Regions from separate parts of the Mus musculus genome. Here region 1 is linked to region 2. A link is a contact called in public HiChIP or PLAC-seq data. All regions are on one chromosome and are shown on one strand. The core of a region is the stretch at or near the end of the contact, and the rest is flanking DNA. Distances in the headings are between cores, read along the strand shown.

Region 1 (6,589 bases), core at 344-2,843, 430 kb after region 2:
ATCTACAGATTTATTCTGCTCCCCAGATAGACAAACACCACAACATTTTGCTAAATTTTAAGCAAACAACTTGGGAAAAACAACAAAACAAACAAACAAACAAACCTAATTCTATTCCAAAAATTGCTCAAAGCAAACAAAATCTATCAATTAAGCCATTAACAAGCAAGTATCATGTCTTTTAACAGGACCTTCTCAAGAGTCTGGCCAGGCCTCACTTGGTTTCGCCAAACGTAGAAAACTCTCCATAGAAGAAACCCTATAAGCTTTCTAACAGTTAGCAAGCAGGTCTAGGGAAGAGAGTCAAGCTCTGAGTGAAGAGTGAGGAGGGGTGTTTGTGAACGACCAAATAAAAGAGTGAGTGCCAGAGTGAAGGAAATTTGGGATGGGACTTGTTAGAGATCTTCTCTGGGATTGGGTTTCATTTCTTCGGGCGCCCCTGACCTTGCCTTCTCCAACTCCAAACGCTTCGCCCGCCCCCTCCCCCGGCCTGCGCCTGCCTTTGTGTGTGCCTGTCACTTAAGGGGAACAGAACGAGCTGATTCGGGGGCAGCACAAAGCCAACACACAGATTTGCACAGATTCTCTTACACACATTTCCCAAACTGGAAGGCACAGCCCACTCTGAGCTTGTGAACCTTGAGAAAAGTGGGTTCTGGTCTTGTTTCAGGGAGCAGAGAAACTATTCTTTCCCCTCTCACTTAGCGCCAATAACAAAACGCGAGGACTCAAGAGAAAAAAAGAAAGAATGGAAAAAAAAAAAAAAGCCCTCCACGTAGTGGATCCTGAATCTACACACTGTGACATCTGTCTAGTGTAGTCCACGAGGGGACAAACGTGTTGGAAGCCAGAGACACAAACCCAGAACAGGACCCAAACAAGCACTACTGGAGATAAAAGAGTCAAACACACCGGGTCAGTGTTCTTTCCGGGGTGTCTGAGGATGAACTAGGGGCTCCCTGGACTTATACTAAGAACAGGGGAGAGGAGGATCAAAAGAGAAAGTGGTGGTCCCCAAAGATGAACTCTTTCAGGAAGGCAGCCCCAAGAAAACACTCACTTTCCTGAGACTAAAAGGCCAGAAGAGCGGCTGGTGGGAGGTACAAAGGTAAGTTTTCTGGGTACAGAGGGGAGACACGCATTAGCAGGAAGAAGGGACCACAGAAGTGCAGGTCGCAGGAGAAGGGGGTGCTGAATTAAAACTATATTTGTCAGCCATGTTGAAGAAGCTCCTGTAATTTGTGAGGCTTCCCTCTTCCCTCTTAGTATTTGTGGGTGACATGACAGTCCCCGCAAGGCCGAGAGAAAGAGAGGGAGATTGGAAAGGGACCATTCCGCAGCCGTCAAGAGCGAGGAAAGAAAGAGAGAGAGAGAGAGACAGGCGCGGACCTCAGCGCTCTGACCTGGTTCTGGTCCCTCAGCCTCGCAGTCCACCGCCGTCGCAGCCGGGTCTCCTTTCTAACAAATCCTACAGGGCAGCCATCTTGCTTCCTTCTGCTCCTCTACGAAAGCAGCCTCGCCTCCGCATCAATATTCATAAGGCAGTTTGACGTCTGTTCTCTAGGCTCGGCGGGGCCGGCTCTCAGGCGGCCGCCGAGGGGGCGGACGTGACTGGCATGCGAGCGGAGCGGGCGCGAGCGCGGGAGCGGGCCGTGCGCTCGCTCCCTCGCGGAGGCGCGGCGGGACCCGGGGCCGTGCGCTCGCTCCCTCGCGGGGACGCGGCGGGACCCGGGGCCGTGTGCTCGCTCCCTCGCGGAGGCGCGGCGGGACCCGGGGCCGTGCGTTCGCTCCCTCGCGGGGACGCGGCGGGACCCGGGGCCGTGCGCTCGCTCCCTCGCGGGGGCGCGGCGAGTCCCGGCTGCGCGCTCACTCCCTCGCGGGGGGCTAGGGGACCTCCTCTGCTCGGCTCCTCCCCGGCCTTTCCTGAGCCCCGGGTGCCGCCGGCCGCACACCCACGCGTGGGCGGCCTCCGCGCCTCTGTCTCCCGCGGGGGCCGCGTAGGCACTTGGAAACTCTGCGCCCTCCTGCGCGCTCCAGGGGCCCCTGGCTCCCCGCGCTCCCGCTGCCAGCACCTCACCAGTCGTCTCCCCACTCGCCCCCACACCCTGCCACCCCCTTCCCTGTCGCCCAGCCAAGCCGCTCCCCATTTCCCCAAAGGCCGTGCCGGGAGAGCTAGAGGGGCCTGGGCGCTAAAGTCTCCACTCTGCAGCAATCCGGCGGCGCCGGGGCTCTCCCCGCCCAGGCCCACCTTCTGTTTACTTTGGCCACGTGGGCCGCGCAGGGGGTGCTGTCTCGCAGAGCCCAGAGGAGCGGTGTCACCGAGCCCCTGCTTGTCACTCGAAAGAATTAAGCCAGCAGTTTCTAATGTTCAAGGCGCCCCCGTAAGTTCCTCTATTTTGCACAAATTTCCACTCCGTACGGTAAAGTAATGAAGAAACCGCCTTGTGGGAAGCTGAATTCCGAACAAGCAGAGAGCGCTCAGTTTTCCCTGAAGTTCAAGGCTTGTGCGCACCAGCTCTTCTGCTGGCACTTCCGTTTTTTAAACTTACATTTTAAATGTTCCTTTTGGTAATTATTAACTTTTGAAGATGAGATCGAGGCAAATTCATAGGAATCATGAGACAGTAGTTTAGGAAATTTGTGCTCACACATCCACCCACCCTCCTCCTGTCTTCAAGTTTTCAGTCACTGAATGTTACGTTTTAATAGGTAATCTGGGAACCTCTTCTGTGGGATCGGTTGCGTTCACAGCAACCTTAAGTCTACTTTAACACTATTATATTGTCTGTAATGCACCCTTTCTTTGTGTGTGTGTGTGGGTGGGTGTTCTTTAGAAATGAGGCCTGGAACCAACTAACTCTCTCTCTAACTCTCTCTCTCTCTCTCTCTCTCTCTCTCTCTCTCTCACACACACACACACACACACACACACACACACCACATAAATTTTGAAAAGAAAGAGCAGACCTGCAATCACAGCATTTAGAAGTCTGAGGCAGTAGGATGTCTGACAGTTTGAATTTAGCTGGGTATTGTAGTTAGATTGTTTCAAGAAGAAAGGAAGGAAAAGAAAGGAGAGAGAGAGAAAAGAAGGAGGAGGAGGAGGAAGAAGAAGGAAGGAAGGAAGGAAGGAAGGAAGGAAGGAAGGAAGGAAGAAGAAGAAGCAAATAGCCATAACATTTTCCCTTAATTTCATGAAATGTAAACACTTCCTCTTTGTAAAATCTCATAGATGTATGTACTCACACAGGAAAGGCCAGGACCTCTATGTGGCACATTGTTACTCTGTGTTACATTGTTGCAGAGAAGATTGCCTAAAGTAAGTTCTAAGGAAACAATGTTTCTTCCATTTAGAAACAGTTACCAAGGTGTGATCTCACAAATCAGTAATCAAAATATTTACCTGGGCTCTACAGCACCTTATTTTTAAATTATTTTTTTTTTCTTTTTGAGGCTGGGTCTCACTGTGTGGCACTGGTTCATCTGAAACTATGTAGACCAGTTGGCTTAGACTCTGTCTTAGTCAGGGTTTCTATTCCTGCACAAACATCATGACCAAGAAGCAAGTTGGGGAGGAAAGGGTTTATTCAACTCACACTTCCACATTGCTGTTCATCACTAAAGGAAGTCAGGACTGAAACTCAAGCAGGCCAGGAAGCAGGAGCTGATGCAGAGGCCATGGAGGGATGTTCTTTACTGGCTTGCTTCCCCTGGCTTGCTCAACCTGCTCTCTTATAGAACCAAGACTACCAGCCCAGAGATGGCACCACCCACAAGGGGACCTCCCTGTTTGATCACTAATTGAGAAAATGCCTTACAGCTGGATCTCATGGAGGCATTTCCTCAACTGAAACTCCTTTCTCTGTGATAACTCCAGCCTGTGTTAAGTTGACACAAAACTAGCCAATACAGACTCAATAGAAATCAGCTTGCCTTGTTCACCTGCTTTGTCTGGCCTTTTAAAAAAATTATGATTATTAATTAATTAGTTTATTTGTATGAGTGTTTTGCTGGTGTGTATATCTGTGTACTGTGTGTTGGCCTGGTGCCCAGGAGGTCAAGGAGTGGGAGTCAGTTACAGATGATTTTGAGCTGCTGTGTGGGTGCTGGGAACTAAGACTAGGTCCTCTGCAAGAACAAGTGCTCTTTCTTAACCTCGGAGCCATCTCTCCAGGCTCGTTTCTATTTGTTTACCAAGCACTGCCAAGAGTCTGTTGAGTTCCTGTGGAAATCCAAAACTGCCAGCTAGTGACCAGAGCTAAAATAGCCATACTATTCCTGTTGAGGACTTCCTCAAAACCAGAGTCATTGTCAGAGTTAAAGTTTAGCAGGGGCAGCCTCTGAAGCCTCACCAGTGTCTACAGTGCCCCTAGAAGCCAGCTTTGGAATCCTCCGAGGATTATCTAGGCAAGCCTGTTGTTTGGTCCTGTGTTCTGTCTGCCTTTTCTGCTCAGAGAAGCTCAAGCCATGGTGACAGGCCTGTGATCCAGGAGCTTGGGACGGAAGGATGACCTGCCCATGGTCATACTCACGTGGCTACACTGGATTCTAGGCCAGTCTGGGATACACGAGACCCTGTCTTAAACAAAATCCCCATTTAGAAACTGAAATTCTCATCATAGTTCAGGAGTCTTGCCCTGGCTATTCGGCATTTAATGTCTGATGCATTGAGAGTCAGAGCACACTCAGGACTAACCCAGGGGTAGGAAGTAATAGGATTCCCATCCTACCACAGCCTGGCCCAGAACGAAGGGCAGCAGATACTATGACCCACATGTGCTGACCTTCATCTTGACTTCTCTTCAAGGCTAAACTCTGGAAGCTTTTGGAAAGCTGGCCAGCAGGTGTTAGAAGGCATGTAAAAGGTGCTTGCCACTGAGTAGAGCAACCGGGCTTTGATTTCCAGAGCCCTCGTGGAGATGGAATGAGAGAACTGATTTACTAAGTTGTCATATGGCCACTACAATTTTGCTGTGATACACACATGCACACACATACACAAATAAGAAATATTATTTTATAAATAAGGTGTGTAGGGATGGGGAGATGGCACATCGGGTAAGAAGAGCACTGACTGCTCTTCCGAAGGTCCTGAGTTCAAATCCCAGCAACCACATGGTGGCTCACAACTACCCATAATGAGATCTGACGCCCTCTTCTGGTGTGTTTGAAGACAGCAACAGTGTACTTATAATACTAAATAAATCATTTGGCTGGAGTGAGTGGGGCACCGACCGGAGCGAGGTTAACCGGAGTGAGCAGAGGTCCTAAATTCAATTCCCAACAACCACATGAAGGCTCACAACTACCTGTACAGCTACAGTGTATTCCTATAGGTAAAATAAATAAATAAATCTTAAATAATAAATAAGGTGTGTGGGGGCATGATTGTTGAGTGCACACACCCATGTATCAGAATGCAGGAGGAGAACACAGGACTTCCATACTCTCCCTTCCTATTCAGGTTCCTGTACCTCACCTTAGTTTAGTCATTAGGCCTGACTGCTGGGGATGGCATGCAGTTAGTCTTAAAGGACCCAGTATCCCTGCCTGCACCCTTTCACAGACTGCCACCAATTCCATTTCCCAGTGAGAACCTGGCTCCTAACAGCACTAGTTGCACACTGGACTTATGTCTTAAAGGGCAAGGAGTTATGTCTGAACTGTGCCCATGGTAATTACTTATTTGTAAACAGAAGAGCAGAAGGAGAAAAGAAATAAATCAGATTTCTGATTTTGTATTAACTGAGCAAAATTGTCTTCCCATAAGCATTTCCTGTGGAGTTAAATTTACTGCTGAATTTTAAAACACAGAATTCTTATATATTTTTTTCTTGACTTGGATGTGAAATTCTACACGGACCATTGAATGCATTTATGTCGTGCATAGTATAAGAGTTGCTTAAAGTGTGGGGTTTGGAGTTGAATAGACTTCAGAAAATCTGCCTGGATCTCTTTCTGTGTGAACTCAGACATGTTACATAACTTCCTGAATTAGTTTTTTTTTTTTCTCAGCCCTTAAGCACTGTTAAACACAGTGTTGTTGCAAGGATTAACTAAGACTCCAAGTATGTGTGTGGGTACTTATTACTCTTATCAGTAGTAAGCCATCTACTTCCAGGAGTGTTTCTTGACTAACTGTAGGAATATATACATAATTATATATCTTTCTATGCTTAATAATAGATGGGAAATTTAATGGTGGTATGTATTTTTTGAATGGGTATGTGTGTGGTCCAGAGTGTATGTGTACGCATCATGTGTGGTGCCTGAAGAGTCCAGAAGAGGCATCAGATCCCCTAACAGTAGAACTGCAGGCTGTTGTGGGCTGCCCAATGTGGGTGCTCACTAAGAGAAGAACTCAGATCCTCTGCAAGAACTGAGCAAGATTTCATAACTGCCTGGCCATCTCTTCAGCCCCCCAAATACTCAAATCCCTCCACCGCCATCCTGTCTCTCCAGCATCACTATATAATCTTGGCTAGGCTAGGACTCACTATACAGACTAGGCTGGCTACAGACTTAGAGATCTGCTTTCTAGAAAAGTTTCTTTATATTAAAATTGTTAAAAAAGAAAAGCCTTTAAAAC
Region 2 (7,039 bases), core at 1,626-4,125:
TACCCATTAGTTTACATATATATATGTATATATGTACATACCCCAACAGAGAATACTTTCTGTATCTGACCAGTAAATGTATTATAGAAAAATAGCTTCCTTTCTTTTTTATAATCAATGAATACCTCATTATTTCCCAAAAATGAATCTTGTGATTTCCTATATTCATTGAGTCAAATTGCTTTAAATCTAATCTCAGTGTATCTTTATCCCTAGATGTTCTAACATCATTATTCTAAAAATAAATTGATAATCATTGTAAAAGAGAAAACTTTTAAATTAAGCTTGGTCTTTTTCTATGGAAGTATTTTAAACTGTTAAATAATGGCGTTAAATTGTTCATAATAAATTAGAAACCAATATTGAAATAAACTCAAAATTTAGAGATGGAATAAATATCTATTTATATACTTAAAAATGTGCCTGTAGATGTTTTTGTTTTGTGAATCACCTTTCTGTTCATTAACACTGGTTTGGTATAAACTCCATATCCCCTTTATAAAGAGTTCAAAACAGTTTGTTTATACTTCAAATGCAATTTTGACTTAACAAAATGACCTGACACAAGTTTATATCAACAGCTATTACAGTTATTGAAATTCACTTCCTTGAAGACATTAGAGAAATAATGCTTAGTACAGTTTACATATTAGCTTTGAAGTAAAAAAATTTTAGTCTCATTACAGAAAGTGTGCTGGATCTGAGAGAAGCAATTATTTTTGATATTTGTGGCACTAGTTGGAAATTTTAATGAGTTTAGGAAGTAATTTATCTTTCAGTGAATAGGATTCTTTGTATAGGTAATTTGTGTGCGTGTGTGTGTGTGTGTAGTAAGGGCCTAAATTTGGTATTTTTAAGGTATATATTTGATATTATAAATTATTATAAATTAACTAGCTCATAGGCCTTTATTTTTTTCCTCATCAAGTATACTACAAGAAGCAGTTATGAAAGTAGCAATAGTATGGGTTTTTTTTTTTTTTTTTTTGGTTATGTATAACAAGGATTTCTAACACTTGAGTTATATGAGGGGTAGAGAGCTTGTTTTGTCTTGAATAGCATTGGAATCTCCAGCTCTCCAGTGAATGAGTGAACAAGTGAGAAGGTGTCTTAGTTTTCTCTTCTGTTGTGATAAAATACTCTGACAAAAGCAACCTAAAAGAGAAAGGGTTTATTTGGGCTTACAGCTCTCAAGGGACAGAATCCATCATGATGGTGAAAGCAGGGCACCAGACCATGAGGCCAGTTGATGAGTTTGTCTCAGCTTTCAGGAAACAAGACATAGAGCAGGGTATAAAACCTCAAAGCCCTCCCCCCAACCCCCAAGTGACTGTTTCCTCTAGTAAGTCTCCACTTCCTCTAGATCCCATAACGTTCCAAAAAGCACCACCAGATGGCAACAAAATGATGAAACATAGGAGCCAAGGGGAAACATTGCACATTAACAACCACAACAGCAAGTGTTCTTGTAGAGATTTAGAATTGACAATTCGAACTATCCTGGTCAGTATCCTTTTCCTGTTTTTCATATTGTAATTTATGAGATCAAGCATAGAATTTAGTGAATTGAAAATAGATGAAATGACACAGAAAGAATGCTGGTCTTAAGATGCAATGATCTGGTCTTCAACTCCTTTGTGTTAGTTTCCTACTTTATAAAACGCAGTTCAGATGAGATAAAATGAAAAGACTTAATACAAACAACCCCTGGTTTATAATGCTTTACTGTTTTCTTATTTTTCAGTAGTGTGAAAGTCACATACATTTAGTTGCATCTGCACTTCAAGTCATCTTCCTGTGTTGCTCACATATTCTGAAATTCTATTTCATTTCCAGGCAGGGGCAAAAGGTTGCAGCTCCCAGTATTCATGTGATCATGCCACCAAGCAACTGATACTCTCTATATAGCAATGACTTTCTGAACAATGTGATAGTCAGTAGATCAGGATGTTTTAAACACATGGTGAGTATATCAGGTTATAAGTCCACTATAAAAGCACATCTGTATTTAAAAGTTAGATGATTCCAGATCTTGACGAGGGCATGATAGTAGTTTTATTAGTTACAATTATAAATTGTCACGACCCCAGGTTTCACAGGAAATACATCACTTTTAACAACATGAAATTTTAGTAGTACAAAAGTCAGAAGAAATTAGAAATGTGATGGATACATTCAGATGCCTCAGTGGAATTTTAAGCAAAACAAAACAAATTTAATTTAGTAAAAATATATTCCCAGGATTTCCAACCAAGAACATCTTAGGTCTAGTCTTTTCCAACGTGTTGACCTGTTTTTCAAAATACGCAAAATTTACCTGCATCTAACCAGAGTGTACAACCGTGAAAATCGTAGCTACGTAAAGACCCCAGGGTGAGAGCCAGTAGAACTGAAGTACTATAGTTTGGACTGGATTGATTTTACATCTATGTGTGTATAGAGAAGGAAGCAACTACAGAATTAGACTTTGAAGATTTGTATTCTTTACACAGAATCTATTCCTACAGGATTCCAGGTCCAGTGTCTGTCTACTCAGTGAACTGCAACCACCTCACTGACCATAATATAAACGTATAGGATCATTTGGTCTGAATTTTGTAAGGTCTGAATATTTTCACTAGTTAGCAATGCAGTGCATATATTAGGAAGCTGTAGTACTACAAACAACTTAAAGGGTGAGGGCTTTATTTCTTATAATTTCCTCCTTTTATTCATACAGCTCTGTTGAAGTCAATGTGGTAAATAAAGATCCAAGAAGTGACAATTCCATGTCTCAGTAGCTGAAACAACCCTTTGTGTAAACCACCCAGACTGTGTTCATTACAAATAGCATCAGGCATTTTAAAAGCAGTTTCTCAAAATCTGGATTGTATTTAAATCTGGATTGTATTTTGGAACGATTTGGAATGTTCCAGCATTTAACATCTGGTACCCATTGCTTCACTGCTGTGACTAAACATGCATTTATCTCTTCCTTACCTCCTCCTGTCCTTCAAAGTCAAGATATTTTTTCTGAAGTATAAGATAGGTTAAGAAAGTGGCTTTGTGATTTTTTTCATGAATCTGCACCAATGATAATTTTATATTACCAGACAGATATTTTACACTCTATATTATATATACTAGTAGTTTTTAACTACTAGAATCTCAAAATGAAATGTAAATAAGATGCATATATTTTTATTTATTTAAAAAAAACTAGCTACAAAAGCTTCCTCTTCATCTTGGTAAACAAAATATTGCCCACTTCAGAGGATCCTATTCTGTATAATATTAATTTAAAAAGGAATATAACAAAATACATTAGCATGCCTAGTTGTAATTATAACAATGCAACTAATGGCTTAATCTTTTGAATTGCTTACATATATATACAACCTATAAGCTATCTTGGAAATGTATTTTTCTGAGGTCTATTAAAATAATGTCTAATTTCAGAATTACAGGGTACTTGATTTTAAGTAAAAGAAGTAGAAAATGAAGGTCGTATATAATTTTTCAGAGCTCATGTATAGTAAAGTGCTCATCATGATAGGAAAGTTGCAGTCACTGGCTTCATGACAGTTCTTTCTCAGGAGTTAACTCAAGGGTTGCTTTTCCTGGCATGGATTTTTCACAGGTCAGACAGGAAGCATCACTCCTAGGGCCACATCAGTACACAAAACTTCTCCTGCATCTAATCACTGATTTCAGCCAGAAAGCACAACTGTGCTATTTATATAATCCTTCATTTTTGTGTAAAACATTGAAGTTTGGTGTACAGGTGTGCAGGTGCACACAGCCATGAATAAATCATGCCTCTTTCGACATTTTCATAGTGTCCTTAAGTAGCAACTTTGGATTTCTTTTTGCTTAACCTTAGGCAAACAAATTCATGCTTTAAAATTGAATTTAAAGAGCAACTAATCTTTTTTAAAGTCTCTAATATCTTTTAGAAAGTATTTTGTTGCCCTACTTAAAAAAGAAAACTTTATACTAAATCAAAGTCACAAGAACTTTATAAAGCTACTTTAATGCACTTAGTAGTAGTATAAGCTGTTTCTTTCATAATAGAATTCTATTTCTGGTTTGGGGAGCAGGTATCGTATTCAGCCAGCTGGATTATTTTGTTGTAGAACTCTTTATTTTGTTGTAGATATTGCTCAGTAATAGATGTAACCATATATATGATTATCATATCATATAAATGATGTATATAATATATGTTATATATTATATATATTGAGTATATCAAATCTTTCAAAGTAACACATTTTTTAAAATGTCATTAGGATTTTATGGGAAATGAAAATCTACTGTAATTGTAAGAGTAACCACTAAAAATCAAACAAAATTAGAAGTCTCACTGTCCCATTATCTTAAACACACTCTGCTTATCAGTCATAGTCATCGTGGCTTTACTTCTAGGATATCACTGTTGTCCTCATTAAACTAAACTTGGCATAGCCGAGCACTGCATTGATTTGCACTGTGCTAAAGCCCTCAAAGTTATCAGAGTTCCTGATAAACAGCAACTATTTGATAATGCTGACCAAGTAAACATGCCAGACGTTTTGGTCTTCATAAAATATTCTCTATTGAGTTGTTACCTCCAAAGACTTTCATTTTCCTTCCTTCCTTCTGAGCACCTGCCTGGGTTCACTTCATCTCCACATCTGTCCCACTTTCTCTATGTTAATCCAATAATACCTTGACTGAATAGGCCTAAAGTTTTGGAGGACAGCTCTCAGAGGAGTAGCCGAATTTGAAGCATAATGCCCTACCATGATGTTATAGCTAATGCAATCCTCCGCACCTTGTCTGAATACAAACTGGCCACTAAAACTACTTAAATCTTGGCTCTGAAGTAGAATGAACACTGCCCATGTACCTTCTAAATCAGAGCGATCCAAAAATGTTTCTTCATTAAAGCCTCATCAGTCATCATTTATGACAGCTTTAAAACCATTACACTTTCATAATGCTTAATCAAAACAAAAAAAAGTACAAATAATGAATTTTGACTCTTCATTCTTCTCTCCCAGGATCATGTCTATGTAAGCTCTTCATGTTGAAAAGCTGTTAAATATATAAATGTGAGTCAGAGAAGTCTGAGTCCCTCCAGGTCCCTTGTTTACATCATTCTTTTGTACTCAAGGAGCATACAGTGTAATCAGTAGGAACAGACCTTGGAACCACGTTGTCTGTTTGAACCCCCTTGACCACTTGCTAGCAGTGTTTACTCTTTGTGTTGCATTAAATCATGATATAGAAATCATTTAAATGGTCATGTGCATCATGAAATACACACTTAGTAAGTTTTGGATATTATTAATATCTTGTGTTTTCCTTTTAATTAAAAAGGTATTTAAAATGGATCCCTATAAAGACTTCTAACTGCTTGTTATTTTTCTGTGTAATTAGTTTATTCTTTGACTTATACATGTATGTATAATCTGTATTGTACTCATACTGTATAAACTGCAGGATATATTATGTATATGTAAACATGTTTATGTGAAAATTAAAAAATGTGAAAAATATGTTTAAGGCAGAGTACAGAAAAAATATTACAATAAAGTGAAAAACCTTACTGTTAGATCCACTCTCTTGGTGATGTGAAATGAAAATATATCTTTTCAAAAGATCTCTACCTCTAAGTGTATAATCAGAGCTGAGGCTGTTTTACTTTGCAGTTTTTGTTGGTAGTATGTCTACAATTTTTCTTTACACATCAATGAAATTGTCCTATTGGGAAGCAAGATTTGTCTTCAAAACGTGATACACTGTTCATATGGTTTGGAGGTTTCTTGCTTTCTGGTTTGAAGCTGCAGTGTCGGTTTTATGAGGTAGTCAATAAGCAACTTGCCAAGAAATGTTGCTTATTTTCTTAAGCATACGTCATCTTCCCAAGGTAGTTGGCAGGCACATACCCTTTCTGACCTTGAGCTTCAGCTAACCACCACTCTTTGTTTCCACTTAGATCACAGAATCTAAGTATATGGACTCGCTGGTACTCTTGAAGGCTGAGTTCGTGGTCACTCCGTGCTTGGAAAGCATGGACTGCATAGAAAATCTAGACCAAAAACAAAGACATGGTTGGTGGCAGAACCTAAGACTGTGGAGAAACTTAACACGTTTTCACCTTTAAGAAGCACTGCTAAGGTGTTCTTGCTTTTGACAGTCACACAGGCCAGCTCTTCCTGGTGGATTGGATAAGATATGGCTGAGATAGGAAAGGAAATGAGCATTTGTTTTTTATCAGACGAAGTGTAGATTCTCCACACTTGAAGGCAATTTGGCAGTTTCTGTAAAAATACTTTTGATGGTTAACCCTTTGAATCAATCTCTTCAGAATCTCTTCCACTTGGAGCTGGAGAGATAGCTCAGTGGTTAAGAGCACTGACTGCTCTTCCAGAGGTCCTGAGTGCAAATCCCAGCAACTACATGGTGACTCACAACCATCAATAATGGGATTGGATGCCCTCTTCTGGTGTGTCTGAAGACAGCAACAGTGTACTCATATACATAAAATAAATAAATAATTCTTAGAAAAAAAGAATCTCTTCCATGGAAACAGAAAAACTGACAGACAGATGATGTCTGTACAACAATATTTCCGTATTTATAGCAAAAAGTGGGAGAGACGTGGGAATGTACAGAAGGGTTAGAAAGAGTGAATTGAAGACAATCTTACTAAGTAAACTTGTAGTCATTTAAGTGGAACTTTATGAGAATAACAATATAGAAAATATTCATTTAAATATTTTTTGAAATATAAAATTATAGGCTGGGAGATGGCTTTGTGGTCGAGGTTATGTTTAATCTCTGCAAAGGACCCAGTTGAGGTCTCAGTACCCACTCACGAGTTTCACAACTTGCTGCCAGAACTCAAAATCCAGGGTATCCAGTGCCCTCTTCTGACCCCGTGGATAGCAAGGTCCTAACAAGCACACAGATACACATGTATAAATTTAGATAAATAATAGACACCTAGAATTACTAAATAATCTCTTGGATTGGTAGGACTATAAGTCATCTTCACTGTTCCTTCTAAGTT

The links. HiChIP or PLAC-seq counts read pairs in DNA pulled down with a chosen protein or histone mark.
Region 1: a contact with region 2 is called in an H3K4me3 HiChIP or PLAC-seq map of embryonic stem cells, with 6 times the contacts expected there. The contact joins the promoter of Tet2 here to the enhancer-like site in region 2. A contact is called at or near these places in 4 of 39 promoter capture datasets (the 3T3-L1 cell line, cranial neural crest, hippocampal neurons and 1 more), 2 of 484 Hi-C or Micro-C datasets (cerebral cortex and granulosa cells), 2 of 115 datasets of contacts at active chromatin or transcription factors (bone marrow-derived macrophages and embryonic stem cells) and 1 of 9 other capture datasets (adipose tissue).

Annotation. Positions count from the first base shown.
Region 1 is chr3:133,542,797-133,549,385 of GRCm38.p6, forward strand. It overlaps Tet2 (tet methylcytosine dioxygenase 2), which reads right to left and starts at 1,594. Exons shown (of 11, transcript NM_001040400.2): 1 at 1,404-1,594.
Region 2 is chr3:133,110,571-133,117,609 of GRCm38.p6, forward strand. Arhgef38 (Rho guanine nucleotide exchange factor (GEF) 38) reads right to left here. Exons shown (of 14, transcript NM_001368752.1): 14 at 1,708-6,055. The coding sequence ends at 5,870. Ints12 (integrator complex subunit 12) reads left to right here. Exons shown (of 7, transcript NM_027927.4): 7 at 1-418. Among named protein-coding and RNA genes, the nearest start is that of Ints12, 22 kb to the left of the region's middle. Within about 2 kb of position 2,876, at least 3 of the 459 cell types and tissues checked have an H3K27ac peak or open chromatin away from gene starts, as enhancers often do.